Regions from separate parts of the Rattus norvegicus genome. Here region 1 is linked to region 2. The links are chromatin contacts, called in public Hi-C maps. All regions are on one chromosome and are shown on one strand. Each heading gives the region's core, a stretch centred on a gene start, on an enhancer-like site or on the middle of the called end of the contact. The rest is flanking DNA. Distances are from core to core; before and after follow the strand shown.

Evidence for each region. A called contact is a pair of places that touch in the nucleus more often than the background predicts.
Region 1: a contact with region 2 is called in a Hi-C map of liver, with 3 times the contacts expected there. The contact joins two enhancer-like sites. A contact is called at or near these places in 7 of 12 Hi-C or Micro-C datasets (the A7r5 cell line, hepatocytes, kidney and 3 more).

Annotation. Positions count from the first base shown.
Region 1 is chr10:30,822,049-30,826,794 of GRCr8, forward strand. All of the region lies in intron 1 of Clint1 (clathrin interactor 1), which reads left to right. Among named protein-coding and RNA genes, the nearest start is that of Clint1, 24 kb to the left of the region's middle. Within about 2 kb of position 1,418, at least 9 of the 93 cell types and tissues checked have an H3K27ac peak or open chromatin away from gene starts, as enhancers often do. A contact at or near this core is called in liver, where this site is marked.
Region 2 is chr10:30,752,397-30,757,362 of GRCr8, forward strand. No RefSeq gene overlaps it. Among named protein-coding and RNA genes, the nearest start is that of Clint1, 45 kb to the right of the region's middle. Within about 2 kb of position 2,110, at least 4 of the 93 cell types and tissues checked have an H3K27ac peak or open chromatin away from gene starts, as enhancers often do. A contact at or near this core is called in liver, where this site is marked.

The DNA of each region.
Region 1 (4,746 bases), core at 168-2,667, 69 kb after region 2:
GGACAAATCTATGTATGGCTTTGGTCTTTGCTGAGAGTGGCTGTGAAAAACAAGGAAGCATCATGAACACACGAGAGTGTGCAGTGTCTTCTTTGACTGTGTCCTGGATCAGTTCCTGCAGCCAAGCAAGGCCTGAGAATGGCTGCTGTCCAGTGGCTTGTCTTGGTCAGTGCTGCTCACCCCTGCAGTGAGGAAAGGGAAATGTGTCTTCCCATAGCTCATAGCTTAGCTGCTGACACCAGGATGTTTTTCTTGGCTTGTCCCTTTGATGTCATTTCTTTGCACATCTGTTTCATAAATTACTCAAGGATTTCCCTGAAAACTTGCCAGATTAAATCAGAAAGTTGGTGGCTTGTGGGAACAGGACTTCTAGTTATATTTTAGGACAACTTTAGACAGAGTGGAACACATTGGTTTTCATGAATCTCAGAAATTTATACATGAACTTGGTTAGTGTTGCTTCCTCTACACTGACACAAAATAGTGGGAATTTTCCTAGAGTGTTAGGTATGTGATCTTATAAACAAGGGAACACATTTCTTGAATGCACATGTTGAAAATAGAGGGTTTTGAAATGCTCGCTCCCTCCCTCCCTCCCTACCTCCCTCCCTCCCTCTCTTCTTTCCTACCTCCCTCCCTCCCTCCCTCTCTTCTTTCCTCCCTCCCTCCCTCCCTCCCTCCCTCCCTCCTTCCTTCCTTCCTTCCTTCCTTCCTTCCTTCCTTCCTTCCTTCCTTCCTTCCGCCTTCCAGACAACATCTTCCTGTGCATAATCCAGGATGACTTGTGTGCTGGAATAACAGGCACGGGTTAACCTGGCCAGCTTGGAATGCTTATTTCTCACTTTTGGCATTTGTAGAGAATGACAGTTTAGAACCAGATGAAAAAGTATTAGATGTTGTAATCAGCTCATGTCAGTGACTGATAAATTATACTTAGACATTGCATTTACCTCTGTGATGAGTTCTAAAGCACAATGATTTCTTATTAGACATTCTGTTCAAAGTTTTAATTTATAATAAACAACTGAGAAATTTGTAGCAAAAACATAGTTTATAGTTCTGTCATGACCCAAATCTGCTATACATAGCTGGGCACAAGTCACATAGCCAAGCCTCTTACTGTGTTTCACTGTACAGATCAGAATAACTTGAGTTAATTCCAGGGATCCAATGCCCTCTTCTGGCCTCAGTTGGTATCCTTAACATGCACACATGGTTTCTGTAAACTGTAGAGTTGTTGAGTTAAAGTGTACTGCCCACAAAGATGTCTCATTTTGACAAAAAAAAAAAATGCAATTGGTTGTATATATTTGCTAGACCATAGTGAGAAAATAACAGTGTTCACAGACTACTCCCACTGTCTGGAGTCTTTAACATTGTTCAGACGGTGAAGGTAGACAGTGTTTTCATCTGTCAGGCATGTTAGGGTTTGTTCAGGAAGTCTAGTTCTCACTAGCAGTGTGTTGTTAGAGATCCCCCTGGTGGAAGCAGGGCCTGCTGCTGGAAGTTGTTCTCTTGCCTCTGTGTGTGACACTGACAGAGAACACAGTGTCTAAGAGAGGGGAAAATTTACTTTTTATCTCTTGCTAAGAAAAGATTTACTCTTTATTTATATATGTGTCTTGGTGCCAAAATAGGTCAGAAAAAGGTATCAGGCCCCTCTAACTGGAGCTCCAGGAGCTTGTGCACAGATAGCCCAACATGAGCATTGGGAACTGAATTCCCTCCTTTGCAAGAGCAGAAAGTGTTCTTAACATCTGAGCTGTCTTTCTTCTTCATCAGATACTTTGTATTTAATATATGTTAAACAAACAAACCAACAAAAAAGAGGCAGTAACTTAGAGGAGATTTCAACACAAAGTTCCTTGAGCAGATCAATGCCTACTGCACTTGATGTCCTGTGTTACAGTGCTGCGGCATTTAAAGAAACCTTTTTCTGAAGCAGGGGCTTGCTGGATATTCCAGGCTGCCTTCAATCTCTTGATCCTGCTACCTCTGTCTCCCAAGTGTGGGTGTTTCCGGAGTGTGGCTACACCAGTGCAAAGGTTGGCATTTATCAGGGAGCAGAACTGTTTCACAAAAGTGGATTATCCGCTGTCCTTTGGAAGTTCTTCAGGCGTACAGAGCAGTAAGAGGTGACTTAAATGTGGATTTTATTCTCAGTTCGGGTTTAAAATGTTGAGTTGTAGGTATTTACATTGTTCAGTGCTGGTTCACACAACATTGGTGCACACACTTCAGTTACTGTGCCACAGCACCTACTATGCAAACCAAGGCCCACAGCGTGTAATGATGTCCCTGTTGTTCATCCGAATGTCCTAACCTATAAAGTGGTTAAAATGTAGTCAGCTGTGGTACAGAATTTGATGTGCATTTTAGTAGTACTTTATTGTTTCCCTTAGAGTGTAATAATGCTCATCAGGATGAACTGGGACAATAGGAAGAAGTATAAAGAAAACAGTATTATTTGAAACTGTTGCTTGGAGCGAAGTTATTGGGTCTGTTTCTGACTGCCTTTCTGTCTTAACTGTCACCTGAATCTAACAGAACAGGGGGTCTTGGTACTCCGTGATCTTGGGGTGAACAAAGTTGTAGCTTAGACTACAGGATGGTTCTGTGAAGATGCAAACCCATCTGACCCAATTTGGAAGAAGAGGCAGAGTGGGGAAAGCACTTGCTACCACATTGCTCTTGCGTTCACAGCTGGACCTGCGTTGTGTCCACACTTCCCTTTTTCTTGGTGTATATTTTCTAGTAAAACATGTTTTTATGCTACAAGGGTAAAAACTACTTGATTGGCAGTTGCCCAAGTTCTGGGAACCCTGCTTTTCTGCTCTTCAGCAAAGCCAAGTTCAGACATTTCCTTGGAGTTTCTGTGTCCAAAAACTGACTACAGGGCCCCCTCTAGTGACTGAATTCAACAAGGACATCTCTGTCAGCCCTGGGAAGATTTAGAATTAAGCTATTAGTTGTTTTTAATTTCCATTTTTAAAGGGAATTGTTTTTCATTTCTAGAAGGTTGCTAATGTTAAGAATCGGTCCTAGATGGAGGCTATCCAAACAACAAGGGTCCAAAGCTATATTTGCCTTTTTAGAAATTGGTGCTTTTAAGTGGGTGCGGGATGAGGCTGTGCTATACGGGCGTCTTTGTTGTTAGTTTCAGTTGTTTCTGACTTAATGAAGCCTTTTTTTTTATTCAGAGTTCTTTATGTTATCAACTTCATTTTGATCATTTTTGAAAGCAGCAGTTTTATTGAAAAAATAGCTTTAAAACAGCATGCTCATGAAAGTATTAGTCTTCTGCTGTCCCAGTAACAGCATCTGATCCTTCTGTGGACGCCCTTTATACCCAACGCTATGTTTTAATGGCTCCTGTCGTTTTTCAGTTAAGGAAATGAGGAAATTCTTAAATTTCTGGATCTCTGCCATCTCTGCTAAACACACACTGCTCCAACATGCAGGCCTTCAGCTCCCAGCCTTTGAAGGGTTCTCATTGACCCACGGCCTTTGTTGCTCAAACAAGGAAAGTAGTGTTCCAAGAGCCCTGCACTGCTGAGTGCTCTGGTGAAAATATTTCATGTACATGGAGTACAGGATCCTTCATCTTTTAGTGGAGGTCTCTGCAACAAAATGCAAGGGTGGACTGTAGTGCTGCTGGGTGTTGCTCATTTTCCCAGCTATGTTCGGATGCTTTTAATTGCCATGACCCTTCAGCCACCAGGATAAGCAAGAGGTGAAATCTACCATTTTGTATTATCTTTAATTGTAGATCTGGTTTTGGCCGGCTTGCCTTCATTTTTTTTCCATTGGTGATAAAAACTAAGGAGAAGAGCAATACCATTATTTATACATAAGTCATGGTCAGCAGGATCATCTCTGGAATATTAGAAAACTTCGTTAAGAGTCTTCGAGGGCCGCAGAAGTTGTGAGCTCTCAAGGAAGTGACTTGTAGTTGCATTATCACACTAGTTGTACAGTTGAGGGGTTGTGCCCGGGTTTTAGAGGACACTTTTCTTGGTAGAGCATTGCTCTGGGTGTTGCTGTAGGAGTCGCACTGTTTGTTCTGACTCGACAGTTGTATAAACGTAACTGTCTCAGTTCTGACCGGGTCTGTTTGTCAGTGTCTTACCTAAGCTAAAGAACTTGAAAGAATGAATAGCAACAGACGAGGTCTAAAAGCGCTGAGCTTCCACCCTGCCTTATTTGATGACTCTAAAAAGCCACATAGTAAAAGAAGGGCAGGTATGTGAGCAGTAGATGTCTAAATCTGATTATTCATTCATTTATTATAAGTTTTGATTTTATGCCGAAGATTTGGATTGCAGTGTTCTTCTGTTATAATACTCATTCAGTAGTGATCAGAACTATATACACCAGATGGACATGCTACACTGTCACATTTTTATGGCTTTTCTTCCTTCAGACCCCATACACATGACTTTTTTAAAAAAATCAAGTGTTTTGCTGTCTCATGTTTTATTCTTTGAAAGCATGTTTTCTTGTTATGAGATGGTTCTCATTAACAGTGTTGCCCATATTCCAAGCACCGTGGAGCTCAGCACCATTTTTTATGCTGTCCTTTGAGGTACATAACCTCTTCCCAGCTGAAACCAAGGTTAAAACAAAACTGTTTTACCAAAGGTCATGGAATAGGATTGGAGTCAGGTTTTCTGTCTCCTGTGTTCTTGTCAAAAAACTAGTAGATGTCTGAAGGAAAAGCTTAAATGTAGTTTCCAATAAAATATT
Region 2 (4,966 bases), core at 860-3,359:
TATTAATAATGCCACCATCAAGGGGGCCTGATTTAAGTGAGGGGTTAGTACTAATCTATAACCCCAGCATTCAGGAAAGTAAGGCAGGGGGGCAAGGGCACAGCTCAGTGTTAGTGTACTTGTGAGGTCCTGGATTCTATCCTCAGCTGTGCAAACACACACTACCCCAATTAGATCATAAAAGAAACGCACTGTAGTGAAGACGGGTGTGGTAACATATGCCTGTGATCTCAACACTTGCGTGGCAGGAGAGACGGGCCTAGAGTCTGAAACATTAAAATGAACTTCTAAAGATGTTTATAGAGAGAAGGAAGCCTTTCGCCACCTCAGGGGTCGCGGAAGAAACGGAGCATGCTCGCCCCGGACCACTCTGGTGGAAGACTGGAAGCCCTTCCAAACCTGGGCTTCCTCCAAAGAACAGAGCATGCTCGAGAAAAGCCCTTGCTGTACAGACAGAAGAAGCAGGGCATAGAAATGCACTGTAATAGGCTCTGCACCCTCCCCCTGTTGTGGCTTTTTCTCTCCACTCACTAGCCCACTTCTGTTCTGGGCAGTGGTTTTCCTTTCTTAATAAAGTATATTTCTGTCTCTAACCACGTGTCTTCGGCCCAATCATTCTGGTGCCCTGGACCACAAGAGCCCAGAATAAGATGGCCTCTAAACTTGGATCTGCAGTCCTGCGCCAAGCCTGTTTCTTCTTTTATCTCTATCAGATGCTGGCCAAAAGCCTGAGTGCGCTTGCCCTACAGCTCCGTGCTTCATCACTCCTTCTCCGAAGGCCCCGCTCCATCTACCATGCAGTTTTATACAGCTCTCCCTCCGTCGCTGAACACGCCAGCTGTCTCAGACCCTAACTCAAAAAGACATGACTTTCTCTGCTCCTCTGGTCTCTCTCCTTTCTCTCACAGCTGCTGACATTTACACTTGACTACCCAGTCACCTTTCGCCCAATCTCTAATTGTCCTCCGACTCCCTTCTGAGTCTGTTTTTAAATCTTTGTGTGAGTGAGACTGAGAACTTGAAAGGAACCTAGAATTCCCCTCACATTTGGGAGGTTAGAGGAAGGAAGATCAGCAACTCTGAGTCATCATTGACTAGAGAGCAAGCTGAGGCCAGCCTGTGCTACATTAGGCTTTGTTTAAAAAAAAAAAAAAAAAAAGAGGAAGAGAGGGGGACGGGTAATTGTGGGATGAACAGCAATGAGGGAGCAGGAAGTTGGCAGGTTTGAGGAGAGCCTTGGCTACAGAGCAAGACACCTCCTCCTAGAAAGACGATGTCACTGCAGAGTATCCAGTATCCAGCTAGGTGTAACTCAGCAATGGGACACTTGCCCCAACCCCTACCACAAAAAGCGTAGTGTCATTAAAATACCACAGTAAGATAGCATCCCCTTAAAAACCTATAGGTCCCTTAACCACTCCACCCACATCTCCTTTAAAAACATGTTCGCAAAGCTTATTGTGAATCTATAAGCTACTAAAAACCAGAGCTTTCCCAGGGGACTTTGCAGGGACCATCCTTTTGTACTTGTTACTTGTTTGTTTTTGCAGTGTGTGGGTGGAACAGGGGACTTGCCCATGCAGGGCTAAACTGCCCCATTGAGTTCTAGGCCCCCTTTGAAACAAGTATTTTATCATGACCAAACACCCCTTCTGCATAGAGAGGGCTATGACAAAATCCTGACTGCACTTGGTAGAGGAAACTCAGAAACATTACTGGATATTCCAGGCTCTCTCACAGAGCCCTAAGAAGGAAAAAAAACAACTGCTAAACCACACCAGTGGTGCACTTCCAGCAAAGCCACCGTCCCCTTTTCAACTCTCTGAAGAGGTCTTTTGCAAAGTGTGTGTGTGTGTGTGTGTGTGTGTGTGTGTGTGTGTGTGTGTGTTTGTGTTTTTCAGAGAAGATCAAAAGTTTTCATAGCTGATTAGAATCCAGAAAGCAACAGCCTGCTTTAACCTTGAGATGTAAATAGTCAAAGATTGTCAAGGGATCTAAAGGGCTGGCGGATTTGATGGAAGATCAAATTCCCGACCTTTCTAGGGCAATTAGTTTCACATGCAAAGTCACCAGGATGGGCTGCCCACTCTCCACCCGCAGCAAAGCCCTGATAAGACTGGGGAGGTTTACAGACTTCCGACTAATTGGCCTGCACCCACCCAGCAGAGTTCATTATCCTTATCCCCAGCTTTTAGAACAGAGAATGTGAACAGGGATTTTTTTTTTTTTCTCTCCGCTCTCTACCTCTAAAGGAACTGCCTCTTAAATATCTCTCTGCTTCAGATCACTATACTTAAACTCTAAGTACCGCGGGTAGGTATTGTGCTGCTAACTATTCACTAGAAAGAAAAGCTCTACAATGAAGTCAAGTCTTTTTGCAGGCTTCTCTTAACAGTCTTCCGGAGTCTTAGCCTCAAAAAGGCTTAATGGCTCAGTGCTATTATTTGACCGTTACAGAAACTAGGGAGGAAGTTGCTGTCAGTTCCAGCCCCGGACTTTGGAGCATGAACTAAATGGATTTTGAAAGCTCTGATTGCTAAGCTGTTTTCCTCATGCCTATACCCCATAGCTGACTTCTCCCGATGTGCCATGCTGTCTGTGGTGGACAAGTTCCAGCCACGTGGCCAAGGGCATAGGGTGACTCGAAAGCGGTCCATTGTCAGGATAAATTTTTCTACTCAGATATCTGGTTCTATGTGGCCTTTGTCATTGCCTTGGCTTTCTGAGGGGCCACCCATCAACATCCTCTGAGGCCATTTGATGACTAGAGGTCTTCCGTAGGGAGGCTCTGCGTGCCTGACAGGTACATGGTCACCCTGTATGCTACTCTCAAGGGCATTTCCACTCCCTTACACAGATGAGGCTGTACCACATTAGAGCTGGCAGCCTGCTCTCTCAGATTAGCCAGAGGACACATGTGAAGACCTCCCCTAAGGGAATATGGCCAGCAGGAGATGCCGGTAGCTGGTGGGACCACAGCCCAACATCACAGATTGCCACTGGCACCTCCATCGTTCTGGCGTTCTTCTCATGTTTCTCAAAGAAAGTGGTGTCTCGGGAGATGGAGACTAGAGAGAAGGACAACAAAACTCACAACTAAAGAAGCCATCTGGCTAAAAGCCTGCAAACCCTTCCCTACCTGGGCTACATGATTGGGAGAAAAGGAAAAAATAAGCTTGTAACATAGAAATGTGGGAGTGGAGGAGCGGTTTCTATGCAAATGACTTATGAAGGGTCATGAGGCTCCCTGGCCCAGTGATTTTGAGGCCTTTCCCCAGCTCAAGAGCTCACTCCCATTCTCAGGAATGGTTTCCTCTTCTTAGTACGACCTCTCTGTGTCTATGTCTAGCTTAGTATCCCAGGACGTCTACCTGGGATTCTTTCCCGAGACACAGAAGAGCCTGAGGACAGCAACAGGTGTCCTCCAAACTCTCTGCTCTGCACTCAGGAAGAGCAGGACAGAACAGGTCCTCTGTGGCTGCCTGGCACCCACCAAGCTTCCTGGAGCGCAGCAGTCAGGTGTGGCCCTAAAGAACAAGGGCTCTTAACTGTCACTTTGCTAACTTTTGTGACCTTCTAGAAAGTTATTTTTTAACTGTAGTTTCCTCATGGATTTGTGTGAGATAATATGTTTCGAGCTAAAGTGAGCAATAAATGAACCACAAATATATGGCGAGCCTTCAGTCAATGCGACCTTGGGAAGTGCCGGTAGCAATGTGAGCCAAACTCCTCTTTTGTTTTTACTCCATGACATTCATACACACACACACACACACACACACACACACACACACACACACACACACACGCAGAGAGAGAGAGAGAGAGAGAGAGAGAGAGAGAGTACAAAACAACGAAAGCCCATGACTTGTCTCAACCTCGCTGGCCTTTTTTTCTGTATCTAAACCATTACTTTAGCCTATTCCCTCCTGTCCCTCTTTCATTTATTTTTCTTTTTTTTTTCTGGAGCTGGGGACCGAACCCAGGACCTTGCGCTTGCTAGGCAAGCGCTCTACCACTGAGCTAAATCCCCAACCCCCCTCTTTCATTTTTAAATGTTGTTAAATTTCTTATTTTCGTGTGTGTGGATGTTTCTGCCTGCATGTATGTCTGTGCACCATCACTGTGCAGTGTCACAGAGGCCACAAGAGGGTGGGTGAACCCTCTGGAATTGGAGTTACAATAGTCAGCTGCCTGTGGGTGCTGGGAACTGAACCTGGGTCCTCTTCTACAAGAACAGCTGATACTTTAAACTGCTGGGCCACCTCTCTTATCCTACTTTTTAATTTTTTTCTCTTGGACAGTTCATGCATATGATGAATTTCAATCATTGCTACATATATCCTCTCCCATGTCCCCCTCCTTCTCCTGCTAAAATCCTCCCTTTCTTATCTCCTTCCTACTTTCATGCTTTTTAGGGTTGAGCTAGGATGTTCCCATAAACACAACGGAGGTTATTTACCAGATCAAGGGTAACAGATGAATGGCTACAACCCTAAATAAATGACAGCCCATCCCCAGCCACCGTGAACTCTCAGCATTCCCCCAGGGAGAGCTGGTTTCTCATGGGCCCTTCCTCCTTCCATGATGAGGTGTGGAGAGGCCCAATCTTGAGCAAGCTTGTGCAGTTAACCACAGCTACGGTGAGTTCAATAGTGCAATGGTCAGCGTTCTGTCCAGAACATGTCTTTTTGCCACACACCTCTCTGTTCTCCAGCTCTTTTCCATTCTTTCCACTCCTTCTCAACTTTGCTCTGAGCTTTTTAGACTTTTTTTTAAATAAACAAAAAGATTTAAAAAAAAATCAGGATCTTGTATAATCCATGTTGGCTTGACCTTGCTTTGTAGTCAAGCATGACCTTAAACTTCTGATCCTCCTGATACATGTACCTCCCGAAGGCTGAGAGCACAGGCTTGTGCCAACACAACCAATTTTCTTCCTGTTTTGTTATCAGAAAGCCTCCCC